Linked DNA regions of Mus musculus: region 2 is linked to region 1. A link is a contact called in public promoter capture Hi-C data. All regions are on one chromosome and are shown on one strand. The core of a region is the stretch at or near the end of the contact, and the rest is flanking DNA. Distances in the headings are between cores, read along the strand shown.

The links. Capture Hi-C pulls out chosen DNA fragments and counts their contacts.
Region 2: a promoter capture Hi-C map of liver shows a contact between it and region 1. The contact joins two enhancer-like sites. A contact is called at or near these places in 1 of 15 datasets of contacts at CTCF or cohesin (stem cell-derived epiblast-like cells), 1 of 484 Hi-C or Micro-C datasets (nephron progenitors) and 1 of 9 other capture datasets (liver).

Annotation. Positions count from the first base shown.
Region 1 is chr9:96,250,944-96,256,682 of GRCm38.p6, reverse strand. The region is part of intron 3 of Tfdp2 (transcription factor Dp 2); the gene reads right to left. Among named protein-coding and RNA genes, the nearest start is that of Gm39408, 30 kb to the left of the region's middle. Within about 2 kb of position 2,447, at least 3 of the 459 cell types and tissues checked have an H3K27ac peak or open chromatin away from gene starts, as enhancers often do. A contact at or near this core is called in liver, where this site is marked.
Region 2 is chr9:96,411,184-96,416,238 of GRCm38.p6, reverse strand. No RefSeq gene overlaps it. Among named protein-coding and RNA genes, the nearest start is that of Gm39409, 17 kb to the right of the region's middle. Within about 2 kb of position 3,113, at least 18 of the 459 cell types and tissues checked have an H3K27ac peak or open chromatin away from gene starts, as enhancers often do. A contact at or near this core is called in liver, where this site is marked.

The DNA.
Region 1 (5,739 bases), core at 1,198-3,697:
ATCTTTTATATATAAACTCTATTTGACGTTAGAGAACTGGCACGATTAAGGTTCTGACTGCTCTTCCAGAGGACCCAGATTTGGTTTCCAGCACCCAAATGGTGGCTCACAACTATCTCTAACTCTAATTCCATGGAATATGATGCCCTCTTCTGGTTTCTGTGGGTGGGCACCGTATATACATGGTACCCAGACATATGTGCAGCCAAAAGACCTACACACAAAAAAAGTTTAAATCTATTTATGTATCATTAATTTCAGCTACTGACTAGAGAACACCAGATGGTGTTCTCTTCTAGGTTTGTATGTTGATTTTTTTGAATTTGTTATGTATACTAGTAACATGACTAACTATTCACATTTAATGACAGACTTGTGATTTTATAGGTAGGATGATACTCACAGATTGCTAGTTGGCCACATTAAGAGTGGCAATTAGTCAGCTTGAGCTTGTGCTTGCTCACTTACAATGTCTAATCTTAACCAGTGTAAGACCAAACCAAAGGATCCATGAAACTACTTGCTTGAATAAATATTTCTTTATTGATTTCTTTTCTGAGACAGGGTTTCTCCGTGTAGCTTTGGCTGTTCTAGAACTTGCTCTGTACACCAGGCTGGCCTGAAACTCAGAGATCCACTTGTCTCTTCCTTCCAAGTGCTAGGATTAAAGGCATGCACCACTACCCAGCTAATACTGACTTCAATGTCACATAGTAAACAGATTACCTTTGTTTGCTCTATGTCCTGTTTTTAGTGAGGGCATCTTCCAAGGTTCTACCCTTGATGTTTGCTAGAGTCTAGATCTACACACCTATACTTTCCCTCAAAGGCACAAAGTTAAGCTTTGGTACTAGCTGGGCATAGTAGCACATGTTCACTTGGGAGGCAGAGGTAGGTGGATCTCTGTGAGTCTGAGGCCAGTCTGGTCTACATAGTGAGTTCCAGGATAGCCAAGGCTACATAAAGAGACCCTGTCTATAATAATAATAATAATAATAATAATAATAATAATAATAATAATAATAGTAATAGTAGTAACTATTCTTATTATATTATTATTATTATTATTATTATTATTATTATTATTATTATTGTGTTTATAAAAGGATAAAGAGAGAGGGGATATGCTTGGTGAATGTGTAGTTAGGTATGGGGGAAAGTGGTGCCTTGGTGGGCCCATGCTGAGGCATCCCTTCCCCCTGAGGGACCAGCCACATAAGAGTATAAAATAGAGTTTATTCAGGGCATGGGGAGGGGAGTTGAGAGGGTAGTAGAGGCAGAGAAAGGCACACAGAGAGAGAGAGAGAGACCGACCAAAGAAGAGGAGTATAGAAGTAGAAGCCGGCCATGAGTACATGGAGGGAGTGGGGGTGTGAATGGGGAGAAAGGGGGGGGGGAAGGGGCAAGAGGACAGAGTGGGATCAAGAAGGCAAGAGCAAGAGAGAGAGGAGGGGGCAAACATCCCCTTTTATAGTGAGTCAGGCACACTTGGCTGTTGCCAGGTAACTGTGGGGTGGAGCTTAGACAAAATGCTAACAACAACAATAATAATAGCAACAAGAACAACCACCACCACCACCACCACCACAACAACAACAACAACCACAATAATCTTGGTCAGCCAGTAATGTTGTTGGGAGGTGCCAGCAAGTTTTAGATAAGGGCCTAATAAGACACACCTTTAAATGGGTTTTGGAAATACCAAACCCTGAAGGTTGGGTTCCCAACTGTGAGGTGAATGAGCTTCTGAGATGCCGGTGCCGCACTGCACCACTACTGGTTTCTCAGTTATAAACTAAAACCTTCAGAGTGATGAGCCAAAACAAACTCCTCTTCTCTTTGAAGTACTTCAGATGTGTGTCATAGCAATGAGGTGGGGACACAACACTGTTTTCCTAAAAATGTGTACTCCTCTTCTGCAGGGCATCTATCACTTCCACATAGATGACTACTAAATTCTTTAATGATCTCCCGGGCTTTTCCATTCTTCTCTAAGCTTTAATTCACAGCTGTTTATTGGTCAGCACTGTATATCTCTAAATATCCATTAACTCTCTCAGTAGTTCACTTCTCGTTGTCCATCTCAAATCAGCACATCCTTTTATTCTCTTAACCTTGTTAAAGCACCAATATTCAGCAAAGAAAGTAGATTCTCTTAGCTAGACATGGTAGTAAACACTGTACTCTCAGCACTGGCGAGGCGAGGCAGGACAACTGGGAGTTCAAGATCATCCTAGGCTACATTATGTGTTTGAGGCCAAGCTGGGCTGCATAAAGTCCTATCTCAAAACAAAACAACACAAAGAAGAAAGTGATTCTTTCCTTATATATGAACGTGGTCGCTCATACCTGTAATCCTAGCACTCAGGAGGCTGAGGAGGGCAGACTGCCATGAGTCCAAGGCCTGCTGAGGCTATGGAGTAAGTTCCAAACCAACCTGAATATTTGAATAGGTTAAAATTTAAACTTAGGATTCACTTTCAGATGGCTTAGTGGTTTGAAAGCACTGACTGTCCTTGTAGAGAACTTGGGTTTGTTTCCCAGTCACCACATGGCAGGACACAGCTATCTGTAACTTCAGTTCCAGGGGACCTAATGACTCTTCTGACCTCTGTGGGCCCTTGCATTCACATGGTGTATGTACATGCCCTTGGGCATACACACATATACATAAATATCAATACATTTTTTTAAGCTTCACTTTTTTGTGCCAGGTGTTTGTGGTACTTGAATATGCTTGGCCACGGACAGTGAGGCTTTATTAAAGGAGGTGTGGCCTTATTAGAGGAAGTATGTCTGTCACTGTAGGGGTGGGCTTTAAGCTTAAGCTACACCCAGTGTGGAAAGAGCCTCCTCCTGGCAGCATTCTGACCAAAATATAGAACTCTTGGCTCCTCCAGCATCACGTCTGCCTGCACAAAATGTCCACTTATCTCTCTCAGTAGTTCACTTCTTGTTGTCCATCTCAAATCAGCACATCCTTTTATTCTTTCCACCATGCTTTCCACCATGATGATAAGGGGCTGAACTGTAAGGCAGCCCTAATTAAATGTTTCCCTTTTTAAGAGATGCCTTGGTCATGGTGTCTCTTCCCAGCAATGGAAATCCTAACTAAGACTGTGTTCAAAATGTAGCTACTAGTGTATTAACGGATAGTGCAAATATATAGAACATTTCCCTCACTGCAGAAAGTTCTGTTAGATACACATATAACTGGCAGTCCCGGGCACTTTGACCTTAGTATTATCTATCCCTAGTCAAAACAAGAGCCTAACCAATTTTGTTCGAACTAGTAATTAGGGCAAGGTCACTGTTCCTTTAATTCCAGTTACTCAGGATTGCCAGGCAAGAAAACTACAAGAGCCTGGAGTCAGGGGGCCAGCCTGGGCAACATGATGAGCAGAAACACACACTGTAGAATAAGAGATCTGACATAGTTATCTACTGATCTCCCCATACATACCATGTTGTGAAAGCACGTTCACACTCACACATATATATACACACACAAATAAAAATACTTATTTTTTAAAATTAAAGAAACAATAACAACAAAGAGTATTGACTCCAGCATTTGGGAAACAAAGGCAGGCAAATCTCTGTGAGTTCAGGGTCAGACTGGTCTACGTAATGTATTCAACGACAGCTAGAGGTCAACATAGAAAATCTCTGTCTCAAAAAAGCAAATATAAATATATACATATACATATATCTACATACATACACATATATATTTTTTTTGAAAAAATTCCGTATGTTCTAGTTCATTTTCATTACTACAAGGAAATAGATGAAGCAAGCACGTTTTATAAAGGCTTAAGGAGGTTTATTTGACTGAGAAGTTCTGGAGGTGCCAAGCACCTGGCATATCAGGCCTTGGGACCCTCACAGAAGTGAAGTGGTGAGGCAGGACAGAGAGACAGGAAGTTTAGAGGGAATCAGGGAAGGAGCTTCAGAAGAAGACGAAGAAAAAAAAGAACTAGAAAGTAATGAAGGAAAAGACCTGATGTTACCCTCTGGATTCAATATGTAAACATACGGGACCGGCAAATATTCATACTACAAACAAGCACACAGTTCAGTTAAAATAATTAAAAAGAAATAATACCAACACAATTAACATTTCCTGTGAAGATGGCCTACATAAAGACAATATTCCTTTAATATATGAATATTTTCAAATAAGAAGAGTTAAAATAGTTTTGGACCATACTTAAGACCTAACTATATAATATGACCTTATCCTTTTTCTTTATCAGAAATTCTGGGAACTCACAAACAAAAGTATCAACTTTCATTTATACTCACAAGCATGTCTAACCATTTAACTGCAACATTGTGATGTTATCTTCAAAGTTCACACTCAAGAAATGCATAAGTGACTGGTAAGAAGGACACATGCTCCACTATGTTCATAGCAGCCTTATTTATAATAGCCAGAAGCTGGAAAGAACCCAGATGCCCCTCAACAGAGGAATGGATACAGAAAATGTGGTACATTTACACAATGGAGTACTACTCAGCTACTAAAAACAATGAATTTATGAAATTCCTAGGCAAATGGTTGGACCTGGAGGGTATCATCCTGAGTGAGGTAAACCAATCACAAAAGAACTCACACAATATGTACTCACTGATAAGTGGATATTAGCCCAGAAACTTAGAATACTCAAGATACAAGATACAATTTGCAAAACACATGAAACTCAAGAAGAACGAAGACCAAAGTGTGGACACTTTGCCCCTTCTTAGAATTGGGAATGAAACACCCATGGAAGGAGTTACAGAGACAAAATTTGGAGCTGAGACGAAAGGATGGACCATCTAGAGACTGCCACACCCGGGGATCCATCCCATAATCAGCTTCCAAACGCTGACACCATTGCATACACCAGCAAGATTTTGCTAAAAGGACCCTGATATAGCTGTCTCTTGTGAGACTATGCCGGTGCCTAGCAAACACAGAAGTGGATGTTCACAGTCAGCTACTGGATGGAACACAGGGCCCCCAATGGAGGAGCTAGAGAAAGTACCCAAGGAGCTAAAGGGGTCTGCAACCCTATAGGTGGAACAACAATATGAACTAACCAGTACCCCCCAGAGCTCGTGTCTCTAGCTGCATATGTAGCAGAAGATGGCCTAGTTGGCCATCATTGGAAAGAGAGGCCCCTTGGTCTTGCAAACTTTATATGCCCCAGTACAGGGGAACACCAGGGCCAAGAAGTGGGAGTGGGTAGATAGGGGAGTGAGGGGGGGGGTATGGGGGACTTTTGGGATAGCATTTGAAATGTAAATGAAGAAAATACCTAATAAAAAATTAGATTAAAAAAAAAAGAAATGCACAAGTGAATTACAAAAACCAACAACAAACCCTCATAATGTTAAACATGGTATGGTGGTGCATGCATGTAATTCTAGTACTGGAGGTAGAAGCATGAGGATCGGAAGTTCAAGGCCATCTTTAGCTACTCAGTGAGTTCCAGGTGAGCTCGGGAAAGCTAGGATTCAAAACCAAACCAAACCAAATCAAAATCTCATCATGTTTTAGGTATGTTTTCCTTATGTTGAGGCAGATTCACAGCGACCCTCAGCTGTATGCAGGACATGCCTGCTACACTAAATCATCTTTACTTCTTGCACAATACTCTGACCCATGGTCTTTATCAACTGTAATCCTATATAATGCATGTCAGAAATCACTCTATCAACTCATTTAAGTTTCTCAGCAATATTTCAACG
Region 2 (5,055 bases), core at 1,864-4,363, 160 kb before region 1:
GCTGCATTCCAGGCACACCCAAGGCAGGTGTGGTTCCTGGGTCTGCTAAGCTTCAAACAAAAAAACCGCAGGGCGACCAGCTAAAGTAGAGTAGCAAGGAAACAATGAATGAGGCTTTTCTGTGTGTGTGAAATGTTGCATGGGTCACACTTAGAGAAAAAAAAAAGCCCTTCATACATAGATCAAGTAAGATTCAAGTTCAGTGCAAATGCAGAGGACGTTAATCCAGTTCTGGCACTGTGCCCTGTGGGAAGCCAGTCCTTGCATGCAGTTTCTCAGTGTTATGGTAGTGTGTGTGTGTGTGTGTGTGTGTGTGTGTGTGTGTGTATGTGTGTGATGTAGTTATCCATTCATCTGTGCATGTGAGTGGGCACATGCAGAGTTCAGAGGTGATCCTTTGAGAGCAGTTTCTTTCCTTCTGGGGATTGAACTCTGGTCACCATGTTTGGCAGCAAGCACCTTTACCTGCTGTGCCATTACGCCACCCCCATGCCCCCCAGCTTCTGGCTATTTTAACGGCAAATCCACTGGCATGGTTTCTTTCTTTCTTTTTTTTTTCCTAAAGGAAGTTGTCTGGTTGGTGCGACTGACCTCTCCTACTGCCAATGCTTTGGGCAGAGCCCGTCTAAGAGCGCATGCTTCATGGTAGGTGTGACACTTGGTCTAAGAGCACACGCTTCATGGTAGGCAGGGACTCGGAGCTTTTGAGGACACCACCTCCATGCTTCCAGCCACACTGCAAAGACCTGCTGCCAGCATTTTCACAGAGGAAGAGTGCAATGCTACAGAAGTTTGCTACCTGCCCCAAGACTGAGAAAGAGCTAAAATAAAGCCAAGTCTTTCTGACAGGGCTTGGGCACCCTAAGTCTGTGCATCTTTCTTAAAATATCTTCCATGGAGGAAGGGGCGGGGCTCAGCTTATAGGGTGCCTGCCTGGCATGCTCAAGGCTCTGGGCTCAACCCCCAGGACCACCTAATCTGGTCACGGTGGGACATGATAACTTAGGAGGTGGAAGCAGGAAGAGGATTATAAGGTTCTCGCCTGATTCACAGAAAATTAGACACCTGTTTCTTGGGCTGAGACCATGTCTAAACAAACAAAATAACAACAACGACAACAACACATCTTCTACAGATCAGACTTATTGGGCTAAGAGCAAATAAATGCTTGTTTTGAGACAAGGTCCCGTGTACTTGCTATCCAGTGTGAATAATCTTGAACTGTGTTGAGTTTAATCCATCCCAGGCTGGCCTGGGAATCACTATAGAGCTGAGAATGACCTTGAACGTCCAACCTACCCATCTTTGCAAGTGTTTGTATTACAGGCTTCCACCACTGTGCCTAGCTTCTCCATCGCTGGAAAGAACTCCCGCCGTAAACTCAGCTGCATTCTCAGTCCTTGTTCCTGGACTTCCAATTCTTCTGTTTCCAGCTCCCAAGTACTGGTGTGCCACTGTGTATCCTTTACTCAGTGTCGGGAATTGAACTCAGGGCTTTGGGCAGCCTAGGAAGACACTAGCGTAACCGAGCGATAGCCTCAGCCTCTGGTTTTTGTTTTTGTTGTTTGAGACAGGGTTTCGTGAAATCAGAACTAGCCTGGAATACCTGAGCCACCTGTTTCCTTTTTCCAAGTGCTGCTATTAAAGGTCTGCACAGCCAATCACAGCTTTACTGCATTAAAAACAACAACAACAACAACAACAAAAACCAACAAAACAAAACATTAATTTATCTTCTCACAGTTCCTCTTCCCAGTTTTAATAATTTGAGGATTTTATATATGAATACTATATTTACACCTTTTCCACCTTCTCTTGTCCTCCTGTGTCTTTCCTGTACCCTCTCAAACTCATGAGACCTTCTATAATTTAAAAGTAGTTTCTCACACACACACACACACACACACACACACACACACACACACTACTGAATCAAGTTACTGTTGCCTACATATAGGGCTGTTTAGGGCTGACTGGGAACCCTATCATAGGGCTCATTCCTTAAAACACCCTATTCTTCCCCTCTTTCAACAGCCATTTACTACCTCCAGCTCTTTTTCTAAGCATGGAGCCTTGTGAGATTCCCCACCACCACCACCCCCGCCCCCCCCAACGTGCCCCCTCTACCTTGGCATGTTGACTGGCATGTGTGGTCTTGTGTAAGCAACCATGTCATTGGAGTTCATGGGTGCAGCTTCCCTGCCACACCCAAAAGTCGCCATCTTACAGGAGACGTCCTGGTCCTCTGGCTCTTTCAATCTTTCTGTCCCCTCCTCTGAGATGTTCCGCGAGGTTTAAGCAAAGGAGTTGTGTTCTAGATGTTCCCGTTGGGGCTGAGCGCCCAGTGAGCATTTACTTTGTGTCGTTTGGTCAGCTGTGGATCTCAGCCGTAGCCCCCATCTACTGCAAAAGATGTTCCTTGAATGAGGGATGGAAGCTGCACTTGGGTGAATGGGTCTGTGTGTGTGTGTGTGTGTGTGTGTGTGTGTGTGCATGTGCGCGTGTACGTGCTTACACATGCGGGTTCGTGTATACACAAACTCACACACTTACAAAAGAACAGCTTTGGGGATCTGATTCTTTTTTTCTGCCATGTGCCTCCAGGGATGGAGCTCCGTCTGTCCGTGTTTGTTTGTTTGTTTGTTTTTGTTTTTGTTTTTCCGAGACAGTGTTTCTCTGTATAGCCCTGGCTGTCCTGGAACTCACTCTGTAGACCAGGCTGGCCTCGAACTCAGAAATCCACCTGCCTCTGCCTCCCGAGTGCTGGGATTAAAGGCGTGCGCCACCACGCCCGGCACGCACCACGCATGTCTGTCCGTCTTGTATTCACTGGGCTATCTCTCAGGCCACTTCCTGTAATTTTTTTATCTAACGCTTGTTATGTTTTAGTTGGTGCCAAATCCAGTTTCCTCTTTAGAAGAATTTCTTGAAGCTTCTGATGTAGAGTATTTGTCAGATTCAGGCTTGTAAACCCTCACAACACCCCCTCGAAAGTGGAAAGTTACAGCCAGGCTGAGAGACACAATCCAGACTGGGGCTGGCAAGCGTTGGTCTAACGGATGCCGGAAGGAGGAGGCTGATGCCACACAAGTCGTGACCAGTCAGGCGGCAGACAATGGTGAGAACAGCTCAAGCAGGAATGCCATGCCCTTGTCTGCACCCCACTCCTGGAGGGGGTGCCCTCCAGGCCTGGCCTCTTTGCCTGCTGGAGTTCTTGTGCCAGGCTTATAAAGGCGAGCTGACTCAGTATAAGGCATTGTCTCAACCTGTGGGTTTTCAGCATCGTTAGACTGCAAGTCTTCTTCAGCAACATTTAACCCCCTGCTTTCATGTCCTATCAATGCTCTGTCCCTCCAGACTGGTATGTGGCCTGGAGTCTATCATCAGGTCTTTCTCTCTAGCTACATCACTCACTCTTGGTCATTTTGCTCACAGCACTCATCTACTATGTGTAAGGATGACAAAAAGGAGAGAGAGAGACACAGCTGTTTGACTTTGGAGCAGGAACTTAGAAAGATCAAATCTGGGATTCGCTGAGAAGTGAGTCCTAGACTAATCAGCTCAAGTGATTGGCCACAGATGTCTCACTAAGTTCTTTGTACACAACACTGGAGACATACAGAAGGTACAGACATCCTTGATTGGGGGAATTGCTGTCTGCACCCCTTAATGAAGAAGCCAGCAATACTTCACAGAGTTAGGAGACAGAACAGGGGGAAAAGTAGAAATGAAAACATAGGCCCAAATCCAAGCCTTGCACGAAGGCAAAAATTCATAATCTCAGAACAAATACCTGGGAGGCAGCCACAGGAGGACCACATTTTGAGGGCTTCTTTGGCTGCATACGAGTTCAAGGCCAACCTGAACTACCAAACAACAACAAATCCAACCAAAAGGAAGCAAATTCCAAGTCCCAGGGGAGATATGAGGGTAGTTTCCTCTGGAGAAGATTGCAGGATGTTTAACTAGAGCTTCGATGTGTGGAGAAAGCAGTATGTCTGACACTTGGCCACTCTAGACACTGTGCTGCCCTTTTCCCTCAGGTGCACCGTGTCAGGGCATGGACCATTCTAAAGGGAAGATGTGGGTAGACTTGTACCATGAAACGCAAATCCTACACCAGCTTTTGTTTTCCTGGAGAAGTAGGTTATTTGGTTGGTTTTGTTTTTAATTTCTTGTGGTGTGTGTGTGTGTGTGTGTGTGTGTGCACCACAGCACACATGCCAGAGAAAAACCTCGTGGAGATGACTTGCTTTCCACCACGTGAGCCTCAGTCTCAGGTGGCGTCTGCCCTGGCAGCAGGCACCTTTGCCCACTCCAAGGCCCTGTTTGTTTTCAAGACGTGGTCTCCCATACCCTTGGCTGGCTCAAACTCCTATACAGCAAGGGTGATCTTGGACTTCTTTTTCCCCTCCCTTCACCTCCCCATTGTGAACTACCATGCCCACTGTAAGGGATGCTAGGGATCCAACCCAGGGTCCCACTCACGCTAGGCTACTGGGACGTATACATCCCAGCCCAAGAGGCAGCCTTCGAAATATGCACTGATTTGTCAGTTGTGCCTCTGTTCAGATTCTACCTCATGCTTTGATTTTTATCAGCAGATCACCCACCGGTGATCCAGGCCTAGGAGAGAAAACAGATAAGGAGTTGTAAGCTATTGACCACAGCTATTGGTTTCCAAGCATCAAGGCAGACATGTCCTAGGGATGTCCATAGAAGTGCAAGGGGATCAATAAACACAAGACAGAGTAAGGCATGAAAGCCTTGGGGCAAGACACGGCTGGAGGAAAACAGGCCCCAGCATCAGTAGCTTCGCCACGAAACCATTCTAGGAAACCATGGTGGTACCCAGCTGCAATCCCAGAGTTCAGGAGGTTAAAGCTGAAAGAGCACAGGTTTCAAGCCAGCTTAGGCCACATCTTAAGATGCTGGCACCAAAACCCAAAACAAAAACAGTCTATCTCCTGTCCAGGAGTGCTAGAAAGCACCTTTAGTCAGTCCTCGGCAATACAGAGACTAAAACACTCACCCTGAACTTGAGATGATCCTAAG